2 separate regions of the Sus scrofa genome follow, and region 1 is linked to region 2. The links are chromatin contacts, called in public HiChIP or PLAC-seq maps. All regions are on one chromosome and are shown on one strand. The core of a region is the stretch at or near the end of the contact, and the rest is flanking DNA. Distances in the headings are between cores, read along the strand shown. Region 1 overlaps PTPRE (receptor-type tyrosine-protein phosphatase epsilon). Region 2 holds the start of PTPRE (receptor-type tyrosine-protein phosphatase epsilon).

Region 1 (5,213 bases), core at 1,144-3,643, 91 kb before region 2:
CCTGACGAGGAGAGGTGGAAGGAGGCGAGGTCCCCAAGCTCAGGAGAGTGAAATCTGGGTGCCTTTGTCTGGGACCCGACCCCAGAAAAATGTGCTAAATAACACCCCTCAATCTAAGTAATGGCATTTAAACAAAGAGGGAATTGGGGACCCCAAGTTCTAAAATCTGAATCATTTCATTCCTTTCAGCATCCTTTAAAGCCCAGCCTGTCCCCTGGAAGCACAGGAAGTACTAGAAGGAGCCTGGACCACCAGTGCAGGGCCACCTGAGCTGTGGTCCCCTGGCTGTGTGGCCTCGGGCCAGCTCTCTCCCTCTCTGAGTCTGTACAATGAGCAACGCAGTGACCTCACGAGACTCTGGGGAGAGTCTGTAAGATACAAGGAGACCCTCGGCACCCCTTCTGGAATGTGAAGAAACACTTTAAAGCAACCAAACGAGAAGCCACAGAGTCCACTTCACTGTTCTTATGCCGGACTGTGCCCTGAGCAGGGGAAGGACACCTCGGGCAGGCTTCAGCTTCAGTGCCAGAGAAAGAAGCCCCAGAAAGACCTAGCATTTCCGGGATGGCGAGACGTCCGGGGTTCAGCCACTAGCAGCACGTCCAGAGCGTGGCTGGGTGAGGATGTCGCGGATGCTGAGACCCTCCCCGCTCCGTGCACGTCCCTGGTGTGCAGTTTTCTGGGGGCACCTGCCCCTGGCACAGAGCCCACTGTGCTGTCCCCCGGGTGGGTGTGAGAGCAGCCTCCTCTCCCAGGGGTCCTGCCCGCCCCCCACCCCAGGGCAAGCCCTGTGAGCCGCGGGGAGGACACCAAGGTCCACGTTCCACCCCCGAGTCAGCACTGGGAGTAGGAAGGTCAGCCCCGCAGCAGCCGGCACCCCAGACAGAACACATGCCTTATTTCAGAGAAAACCATTTCCAGAAGCGCGGTGAGCTGTGCAGGGGAGGGACGAGGAGGGACGCGATGTTGGTGGGGATGGTGACATACAGGGCACTCGCTGTGGCCGAGGACACGGATCCATGCATTTTACACATAAACACACTGGACCCTCACGCAGCTGCCCAAGACAGTACAGGCTCTTGCCATGCCTGCTTTATGGCAGGAGACTCTGAAGACCAGAGAGGCTAAGTTACCTGCTCAAGCCCACACAGCCATAAAAGGGCAAAGCCTGAATTCAAACCCGGGCAAAATCAAACAACCAGACTTGAGAAAACCACATCCCTATGGTCAAAGTGAGCACATTGGACCCAGGAAGTATTTCGTAGCTTGTAAGATTTTCTCAGGACAAGCACGGGAAGCGTGGGACGCCATCTGAACTGGAAACTGTTTCCTTTTGAAACAAATGAACACGCATTCTGTAAATTCCAAAATGTCACTGAAAATATTTACTTTAACTCCATCACCTCTACCAAAAAAAAAAAAAAAAAAAAAAAAAAAGAAGATATGAACTGTGTTGGCCTTGACAGATGTTAGCTTTCTGTGGGTTTGGGATTGCAAACAGGTCTACTCAGAAACCTCCTTTTAACTAGTGTATCTGGGAAGTGGCCCTGCATCATGAAATGAGCATTTAGTAAATATTTGTTCACTGAGGAAAGGAGGTGGCCGAAAGGCTGACCCCGAAAGAGGTTTACTAATATGCGCTTTATTTGCCCCAACTAGAATCTCTATAAACACCAGCTGCATCTCCTCAAATATTTATCAATGTAGAAGCACAGAGTTTTATGTCCTTTGAGAGAGATTCCTTCTTCTGTTACCCAAAAGCAGGAAGAAAAGAAACCTCAAAGGAAATTGCATGTCACAACCTGCTAGGACATCGGGTAACCGGCAAATAGGAAACAGGCCGTGAGAATTAGTTTGCGTTTATTCAACTGTTTAGAAATATTCAGGTCAAGGAAAGGGGATGGCTGCAGGCACGGCGACCCCGGGTGTCAGCTGTATCGCATTGGACTCTCTTTTGAGCAAAGAGCATCCTTTTCTTTGAACCCTGCTGACAGTGAGAAGGAGGGAAGAGCAGAGAAGAGAACGCTTGAGGGTGGAGCCGGGAGAGTCAGGCTTCTTTCTGGTGAAGGAATCTTTCATGGGACTTGGTGCAGGCTCGGGGCTCAGGGGACACCTGTGATTCCCAGGTGGAGGCGCCCTTCCTTCTTTTATCCGCCTGAATGCCTGCTCATCACCTTCCTGCTGGATCCCAGGTCTGGCAAGGTCACCCAAACCGAAAGGACAGGAGCCCTGACCAGGCATCTTCCAACTCCACGCAGGGAAGTTTTCCGTGAAGATGCAACTCTGAATCAATGCAGCACCAATGCTGCTCCATCTCGGGTTTGTACGTAGGAAGTATGCAAACAACTCAAGAAGCCTTGCAAGACCATAACCCTCCTGATTGCCGTTCGACTCCGACAGGAGGAAGCAGACTTACGTAACAGTGATTTTCAAGTCAAGGTTCGTTGAGACCTAGAAGCTGATGGTGTGTACGATGCTTGGGCTCGGCATTACCCTTGCCTGTGAGAGTCTGCTTTCTCCTTGGTCTGGGACGTCCTGCCCACGGATGCTGAGGGTATCAACTCCAACAGAGGCCAGGGCTCCAGGGCAAAGGCCCAGGGACTACCACGGTCTCAGGAAAGCCAACAGTATCAACAGCCAACCTGCAGCAGATGCTGGCCTGGGCTCAGCTGTATTTTCCCCGCACCCCCAAGTTCATGTCCACTTGAGGCCTCAGAATGTGACCTCTTTGGAAACAGGGTCTTTGCGGACGTCATTAAGTTAAGAGGAGATCTTCAATGGATTAGGGTGGGCCCTCCATCTACTGAGCAGTGTCCTTGTAAGAAGAGGACCCAGAGACACACACAGAGAGGGACCTGCGTGACACTGTGGTTCATAGCAGGTAAAATGGATTCGGTCTTCATCCTGCCTCTTGGCACAGAGCTTCCCCAACTCCTAGAGTTTCCTAAGGGACAAGAGCACTCACAGCATCTTTTCTCCTTTTTGATCTTTGACTCCACCTCCTGACATGCGGCTCCTAGAGCTCCTTTAATGGCCTGGTGATGGGACTGTCTTTTGTGCTACTGAGGCAACTCCAGGTGGGTCCCTGGATGGGGTCTGATCGCTAGAAAGACCACCCAGGTTAGAAGCCTCATGTTTTCAGCCTGCCACCCCCACCCCATCCTCTTGAGAAGGAAGAGGGGTTGGAAACAAGTTCATGGTTGATCACGCCTGTGCGGCGACGCCTCTGCAAAAGCCACGAGAGTGTGGGGGTCGGGAGTGCGAAGGTGGGTGGACACATCCACGTACCAGGAGGTGATGCACCCCAGCTCCACGGGGACAGGAGCACCTGCATCCGGGACCCTCTCAGACCCCGTGCCTCTTCATCTGGCTGCCCGCCGGTAGCCTTTGTCAGAGGCTTTAATAAACTGGTAAATTAGTTTCCTGAGTTCTGTGACTCGCCCCAGCAAATTAATCGAACCAGAGGAGGGGCTTGGGGGAACCTTGATTTAGAGCCGATGCATCAGAGCCCAGGTGACAACGTGACTTGGAACTGGCATCTGGGGGTGGGGGGCGGTCTCATGGGGCTGAGACCTTCACCTGTGGAATCTGATGCCATTTCCAGAGAAGGTCAGAACTGAGTTACACTGTGGGACACCCAACTGGCATCACGGAGAGTTGCTTGGAGGGGGAACCTCCACCTGCTTTGAGATGGGAAGTGTCAGAAGCGAAGTGTTCTGCGCAGACATAAAGGAGACAGAGAGGCGGGCAGAAAGACGAGTTGTTCTAGACACCACGTGAAGACGGTGGCAGCGTCTGAAGTGACGAAGCCTCAAGCCAAGGACAGCTGAGGGTCGCCAGCAGCCTTAAACGCTGGAAGAATCAAGCAAGGACTGTCCCCTGGAGCCTTCAATGGAAACAGGGCCTCCTGACACCTTGATTTCAGAGTTCCAGCCTCTGGGACAGTGAGGGAACCGTGTCGTCTGTGTAAGACATCAGGGTTGTGTTCCTTTCCCACAGCATCCTGAAGAAATGAGCCAGATGCCGAGCTAAGAACGTCGTGAAGATGTTTCTAAAATGCCTCTTGCTCCCTGTCTCCCGGCTGTGGGGCCCTTCCAGATCTTTCCAGGGCTCCTTCCTCCTCCCCGCCACATCCACCAGACACCAGCCCTCCACATTCTTCTCACAGTCAACTTCCCTCCTTTCTCGGACTCTGTCTGTCCGCCCTGAGGGCTCTTCTCCTCGCCGGGCAGTCGTGGGGATCAAGCGTGGGGTGAGGAGGAGCCGTGCTGGGTACCACCCCGGGGACACACCAGGGCTTCAGCGGTGGCAGCCAGGTTGCTCTCCCATGGCTGGTCTGCCTGGTGCCTGCCGTCTGCCCAGCACCCCATCCCCAGAAGGCTGGTCCCCTCCGCCCTCACCTGTGCCCAGGACCCTCAGAGAAGTTCCCCTGCACCTGTATCCTCTGATCACCTGCCCAAGCTCTGTCACATCATTCACTCATTTTCCTTAAAAAAAAAAAAATCGAGTACATGTAATTAAAGGACCGAGTTGTCACTGATGTAAATGGGAACACCAGCGTGGCTAGCCATCTACGGACATGACCTTAACCGTCAACTCGGCGGGGATGGGGAAGAGATTCTTGCTCGACGCTGGTCCCATGGGCCAGAGTCTGCGCTCTTTTTGTGAAAAAGGCAGACAAGCCTGCATTAGTGTTGAAGACACAGTAGCATCAAACAGAGCTGCTCCCTTTGAGCATAAGAAAGACTCAAGAAGGGTGAAGAAGGGAAGGACTCTCCTGCTTCATGATTCAAAGCTGCTCCCTGCTATGCTTTGCTTTCACCTAAAACCATCTCAGGACGTCTGTGCACTGAAGGGCACTGGCGAGAAAGTGAAAAGGCACATCACAGAACGGGACAAAGCGTTTGTGAATCACGTATCTGATAAGGATTGAGTATCCAGAATACACGAAGGGCCCTTAACTCAAGAAGGGAAAGACAAAGATCCCATTTAAAGACGAAACAAAGCACTTGAGTAGACATTTCTCCAAAGAAGACACTCAAAGGACCAACAAGCACATGAAAACATGCTCAGTGGCGCCAATTCTCGGGGAACTGCGAACAAAACAAAACCACAATACCCCACTCATGCCCCACTAAGATGACTGTAATTTTGTGTTTTTCTTTCTTTCTCTCTCTCTCTCTTTTTTTTTTTTTGGTCTTTTTAAGGGCCTC
Region 2 (5,038 bases), core at 2,352-4,851:
GATTTGGTTTGGCGCTTGGGCTGGCACACCAAAGGTACACATTAACACATGTCTCATAGGTGCTCTAGAGCAGGCACACCTTCTACGGAACCAAAAGGAAGAGATTTTTCTTAAGCGGAGGGTTAGGAAGGCTTTGTGGAGACGGAGGCATTTGATGTGGGCTTTGAGATACAGGTAGGTGTCTGGGTCTTGAGGTGTATATAGGTAGGTGTCCCTAAGTTGGAGATAAAGGGGAAGGAGATTCAGAGCAGGGGGCTGAGCAGGCTGCGCCCCCCCACCCCCACCTCAGAGGATCTGGAAAGCCTGCAGGTACCTTCAGGGAGCATGGCACGTCAGCTCGCTAGGAGATAGCACGCCAAGAGAAGGACTAACTCTGATCTTGGAACGCACAGTTTTTTCCTTGGTGATAATCAAATATTAAGAACAGGCTTTATCCTAATGGATACATTTGTCCCTGTTTTGATAGCAGAACCTATCAAATGACATTATAAATAAAACAACATGTCCAATAAAGGAACGGAGGTGGTTCCCATGGTGTTCCCGACTGCTCTGAAACTTGCCTCCTTAGGGGGTCATGTGGGGTCACCTGGTCCAGGTCACACAGTCACTTTAGCAAGTAGGTTGAGCATCTCCAGAAGAACCAGCACTGTGGTCCCTAGACAGCCCTCTCCTGTTGCACCAAGGTCCAGCTCAACCAACGTCAAGGGTGGCTGCTTCTCAACCACAGTGGACACAGACGCCTCTTCACTCACAGATTCGCTCCTAAAATGTCTCCACTGGTCCAGTGGTAGTTATCAGAGTCTCCTGTCTGGCACCTGGCTGGGCGCTGGGGACAGGACTGGCCTCGGGGAAACTCCAATCCAGCCCAGCTCTCTACAGCAGGCTGGAGGCGGGTGTGATTAGTGGGAGAGAGAAACATCAGGAGAGTGGTGGGCTGGGTCCAGAGGGGAGGGGGTGGCAGGTCACCAGCTTGACCTGGGACATGCTGAGTTGGGGGCCTTGACCATCCTAGAAGTCAGGTGACATGGGCATCTGAGCCTGGGAACTGCAGGGGACTGGTCTGGGCTAGGACCTGCCTCTGCCCAGGAAAGAAGGAGTTTGGATAGAAGGGGGTAGCCTGGGCTGGGGTGATGGCAGCAAAAAGCCAAGTGGACCAGTGGGGGCGCAGTTGAAAGGCGACCCAAATTCACATCTCAGCTTCCTTCCCGACCAACGAGCACCTGCTGTCAATGCCTCACACATCCACCTTCAACACACCCCTCTGACGGCCCCCATCCTGCAGCCCCTCTGACAGCCCCCGGGGGCTGACAATTTGCACACACACATCCCAGGACGTGGGGAGGTCATGCATGAGGACTCGGAGCTCCAGGAAGCTTCGGGCAGCCTTGGCTGGAGGCACTGGCTCCGGACATCCAGGGGCCAGGCATCCCTCCACAGGGGTGAGAAGTGGTCGGTGTGCAGGGCTTGTGGACCTGACCGCGGCACCTCACACTCAACTGTGTGCCTCCCCAGGGGCCCTGGATGCATCACAGTGACAGTCACTTCCTTGCCCACTTCCCACAACTCATTTGGCTGGGCGCGCAAAGGGGTACAGTTTCATTTTATTTTATTTTTATTTTATTTTTTTGTCTTTTTGCCATTTCTTGGGCCGCTCCTGCAGCATGTGGAGGTTCTCAGGCTAGGGCTCTAATCGGAGCTGTAGCCGCCGGCCTACGCCAGAGCCACGGCAACACGGGATCCGAGCCGCGTCTGCAACCTACACCACAGCTCACAGCAACGCCGCAACGCCGGATCCTTAACCCACTGAGGGAGGCCAGGGATCGAACCCGAAACCTCATGGTTCCTAGTCGGATTCGTTAACCACTGAGCCACGACGGGAACTCCGAGGGGGTACAGTTTTAAATCTCCAGCCATCTGGATTCATCCAATGACCTGGCCTTCCACAGGGACAAATCTAGCTCTTAGCTCCTTTGGACACATGGAAAGTTCGGGGGGTGGGGAGGGCAGTTACTGGTTCCCAGGCAGCACTAACACCAACAAGGAAGAAAGACCTCATCCCCTGAGGTCACAGTCCGAGGCAGTGCCCCCTCTTGGAAGGGCTGGGTGCTGCTACAGGGCCTGCCCCATGTCACCGCCTCACCTTTTGTTCCCCAAGGCCTAGAGCCTGTGCTCAGAAAGCTGGACCCCAACCCTATTCACACTCAGAGCTCTGTGCCATACGGTGAAGGCAGAGTGACCATGGCGGTCTGAGCCACCTGCGCCCACCCCTCCCTGTCTTCCTTCGGCTTAGAGCTCTGGTTTTGAAAAGGCCCAGCCCTCCCCTTCATCAACCCCCCACCCGCCCCGGGCACAGTTTAAATGGATCTTTATTTTGCAGAGGCAGAATTTCACTGACCTTTGAGACACAAAGACCTCCAGGCACCCTGGGTCAAGGGGCACCTGGGGTCAGGAGCTGACTGGACACGCACAGGGACACCTAAAACACGTGACCACCCTTTGCTGGTTTTCATCCAGGGCATCCACCCTTCACTCCACAGGCGCACATACAGCCCTATTCCTCCGGAGTTTCCTGGGCTGAAATTCTGACAGAGGGGTCCTTATCCCCGACAGATCAGCATCGTCATTCTGCAAGTAAAACTGTTTAACCTTTCTAGAAAGGTTTGCCACTGGCAGGAAGGAATTTAGGTCAAGTCCGGTGCGGTCACTCAAGGCTTGGCTCTGCCTCTCCATCCCAGGGGTTGTCTGGCCTTTCCCAGATGGTCCTACGGAGCCGGCAGGCTTGGCGTGTCACTGCTCCCCGGCCCAGGAGTTCCGACAGGTCACCCCACGGATACCGCGGTCCGGCCTGGCCACCGGGGGCCGGCCCACTTCCTGGGGTCTTTAACCGCCCCCCCAGCCCTGGCATCCTACTCAGCTCCCCTCCCCGGGAGGGCAAGGGGCCCTGGACAGCAGCCCACGACAACAGTTGGTGCGACTCTGACTCACTTTCTCAAAAGGCTCCTTTCTGGACCCCTGCGTGCGGCAGCCCCCAGCACACCCGCTGGCACCCCCTCTCGGTGGGTCTCCCTGCTTCCACGCGTCCTCCCTGTCGCCGTCCCCCTAGCGCTGTGGCCACCCGCAGACACACACGCTCTGCCAGTCAGTTGACCGAGAAGGAGCGCGAGAGCCGCCGACCTGGTCGCCAAGTTGGGCTGGGGGCGCCCGGGGGCCCGATGGCCGGGGTCCTGCGGTCCCCAGACGCTGGCACCCGGCGCACCGCGGGCCGGCAGGGACCCAGCTCGGAGCCTGGCACCCCGGCGCGGCCCCTCCCGCCCACGGCGCGGCCGAGGCGGTGTCCCCGGCCTGCTCCGGCCGCCCGGGACACACGGTCCCCGGCCCGCACCCCGCACGCGCTCACCTCGGGGGGGCCGGTCCGGTCGCGCCGATCCCGCCGCCGCCGCCGCCGCGGCGGCTCCGCATCTCCCGGGTGCCCGCCCGCCGCCCTCCGGGGCGCCCCGCCGTCCCCGCCGGGCGCGCGGGAGGCTCGTGGGGACGCGCGGAGGCCGCGGGGTCCGGGCGCCGCCTGCGCCGCCGCCCGTCGCCGAGCAGCAGGAAATTTGTCCGGCAGGTCCCGCCGCCTCCTCCGCGCCGCTCGGCTCGGGCTCCGCGGCGGGGGCGGGGGCCCCGCGCAGCGAGGAGCGGGGGCGACGCCTGGTGTCCGGCGCGGGGAGCGCACCCGGCGCCCGCCCCACCTGGGCCCGCGGCCCCGCCCCGCCCCGCCCCGAGGGCGGGAGGCCCACGGAGGACCCGCCGGCCAGGACAGCCTGCCCCCAGGCGGGGGGGCGGGGGGCCCCCTCTCCCGGGACCCCCTCCCCCGGGGCCCCCGGCTGGGCCCCCACTGCCCGGGCCCAGGCGTCCTGTCGGGCGCTAAGGCGGGACAGCCGCGCTTATGAGCAGGAAAGGCCCTTCCTCCCCAGCCTTGGCCCCGGACACCAGGAAGTGGCCGGGCCGGGCACCGGCTCTGGGTCGTGCAGTCGGTCCGGAGGGCACCCTGTGCTGCTTCTGGTTCGAAGATGTAGCGAGAGCCGGGACGTGTCCCGAGCTGGAGCTGGTGTCTTCCTCTGTAAAGGGTGAAGAAAGGCGCCCACTTGGTGGATGTTGAAAAGGGTCTGATTACCATGAAGGCGGTATCCATCCAAGCTAAACTCAGGGGCGCAGGCGCCCACGAGGGAGGAAGAGAGAGGGTCGGCTGGGAGGGGTCTGGACCAGCTCTTCTCGGGGTCGGCTTTCCAGGGGACCTCCTGCCAGCTATTTAGGGGGGCTTGGAGTAAAGGACATTCCAGGGGAAGGGCAGAAAGGGTACATGTTGTCTCCTCGTGGGTCCTAGCCCTGGTGCTGTGCCCTCCAGCTTGGACCAAGCCCCTCTCCCCCCCCCCCTCACCCCTGTTGCAGGAACCTCACTCCTGAGGGCTCCTGAGTGAAGGAACCAATGGTGAGAAGGTGGCATTTAGGGTGTGTCACCTGCCTCACATCAGTAGCCAGCAGACACCTCCTGGGACACTTTCCAAGGACACTTGCATGTGTTCGGGACAGAGCTGTAGACCCCCAAAGGCTAAGACCGCCCTTCCACAGGACACACAAAGGAGTGGGAGTGGAGGACTTGAACTCAGCTTTCTTGCCTTGCCCTGCACATGCTGTCCCCCCGCTGCACATGTCTTGTCCAGCGCCAGGGCTTTAAATACCACCCATATGCAGGGAGGTGCAAAAAGCAGGGCTCTCCTGGCCCTCTCCTCCAAGCTCTGCCGCCCCCACCCCCGGCTGTCTCCCAGGGCAGACCCGGCTCTTGCTCTGACTCTGATTCTTGGCATATGTCCCCGTCTGCGCCTCCCCCACCTCGTGCACTTCCTGTCTAGCTCCCACGGTGTGCCTGCTGCTCCACTCCACCGCCTTCCTCTCGCCGATGACTGCAGTGGTCCCTCAACCTCAGACTCATATTTTTTTGTTTTTTCTTTTCTGGCTGCACCCGTGACATGCAAAAGTTCCCAGGCCAGGGATCGAA

Evidence for each region. HiChIP or PLAC-seq counts read pairs in DNA pulled down with a chosen protein or histone mark.
Region 1: a contact with region 2 is called in an H3K27ac HiChIP or PLAC-seq map of alveolar macrophages. The contact joins the enhancer-like site here to the promoter of PTPRE in region 2. A contact is called at or near these places in 25 of 47 Hi-C or Micro-C datasets (alveolar macrophages, blood, embryonic fibroblasts and 12 more) and 2 of 2 datasets of contacts at active chromatin or transcription factors (alveolar macrophages and skeletal muscle).

What each region holds. Positions count from the first base shown.
Region 1 is chr14:137,190,076-137,195,288 of Sscrofa11.1, reverse strand. The region is part of intron 3 of PTPRE (receptor-type tyrosine-protein phosphatase epsilon); the gene reads right to left. Among named protein-coding and RNA genes, the nearest start is that of PTPRE, 91 kb to the right of the region's middle. Within about 2 kb of position 2,393, at least 1 of the 83 cell types and tissues checked has an H3K27ac peak or open chromatin away from gene starts, as enhancers often do. A contact at or near this core is called in alveolar macrophages, where this site is marked.
Region 2 is chr14:137,100,012-137,105,049 of Sscrofa11.1, reverse strand. PTPRE (receptor-type tyrosine-protein phosphatase epsilon) reads right to left here and starts at 3,601. Exons shown (of 22, transcript XM_021073749.1): 1 at 3,398-3,601.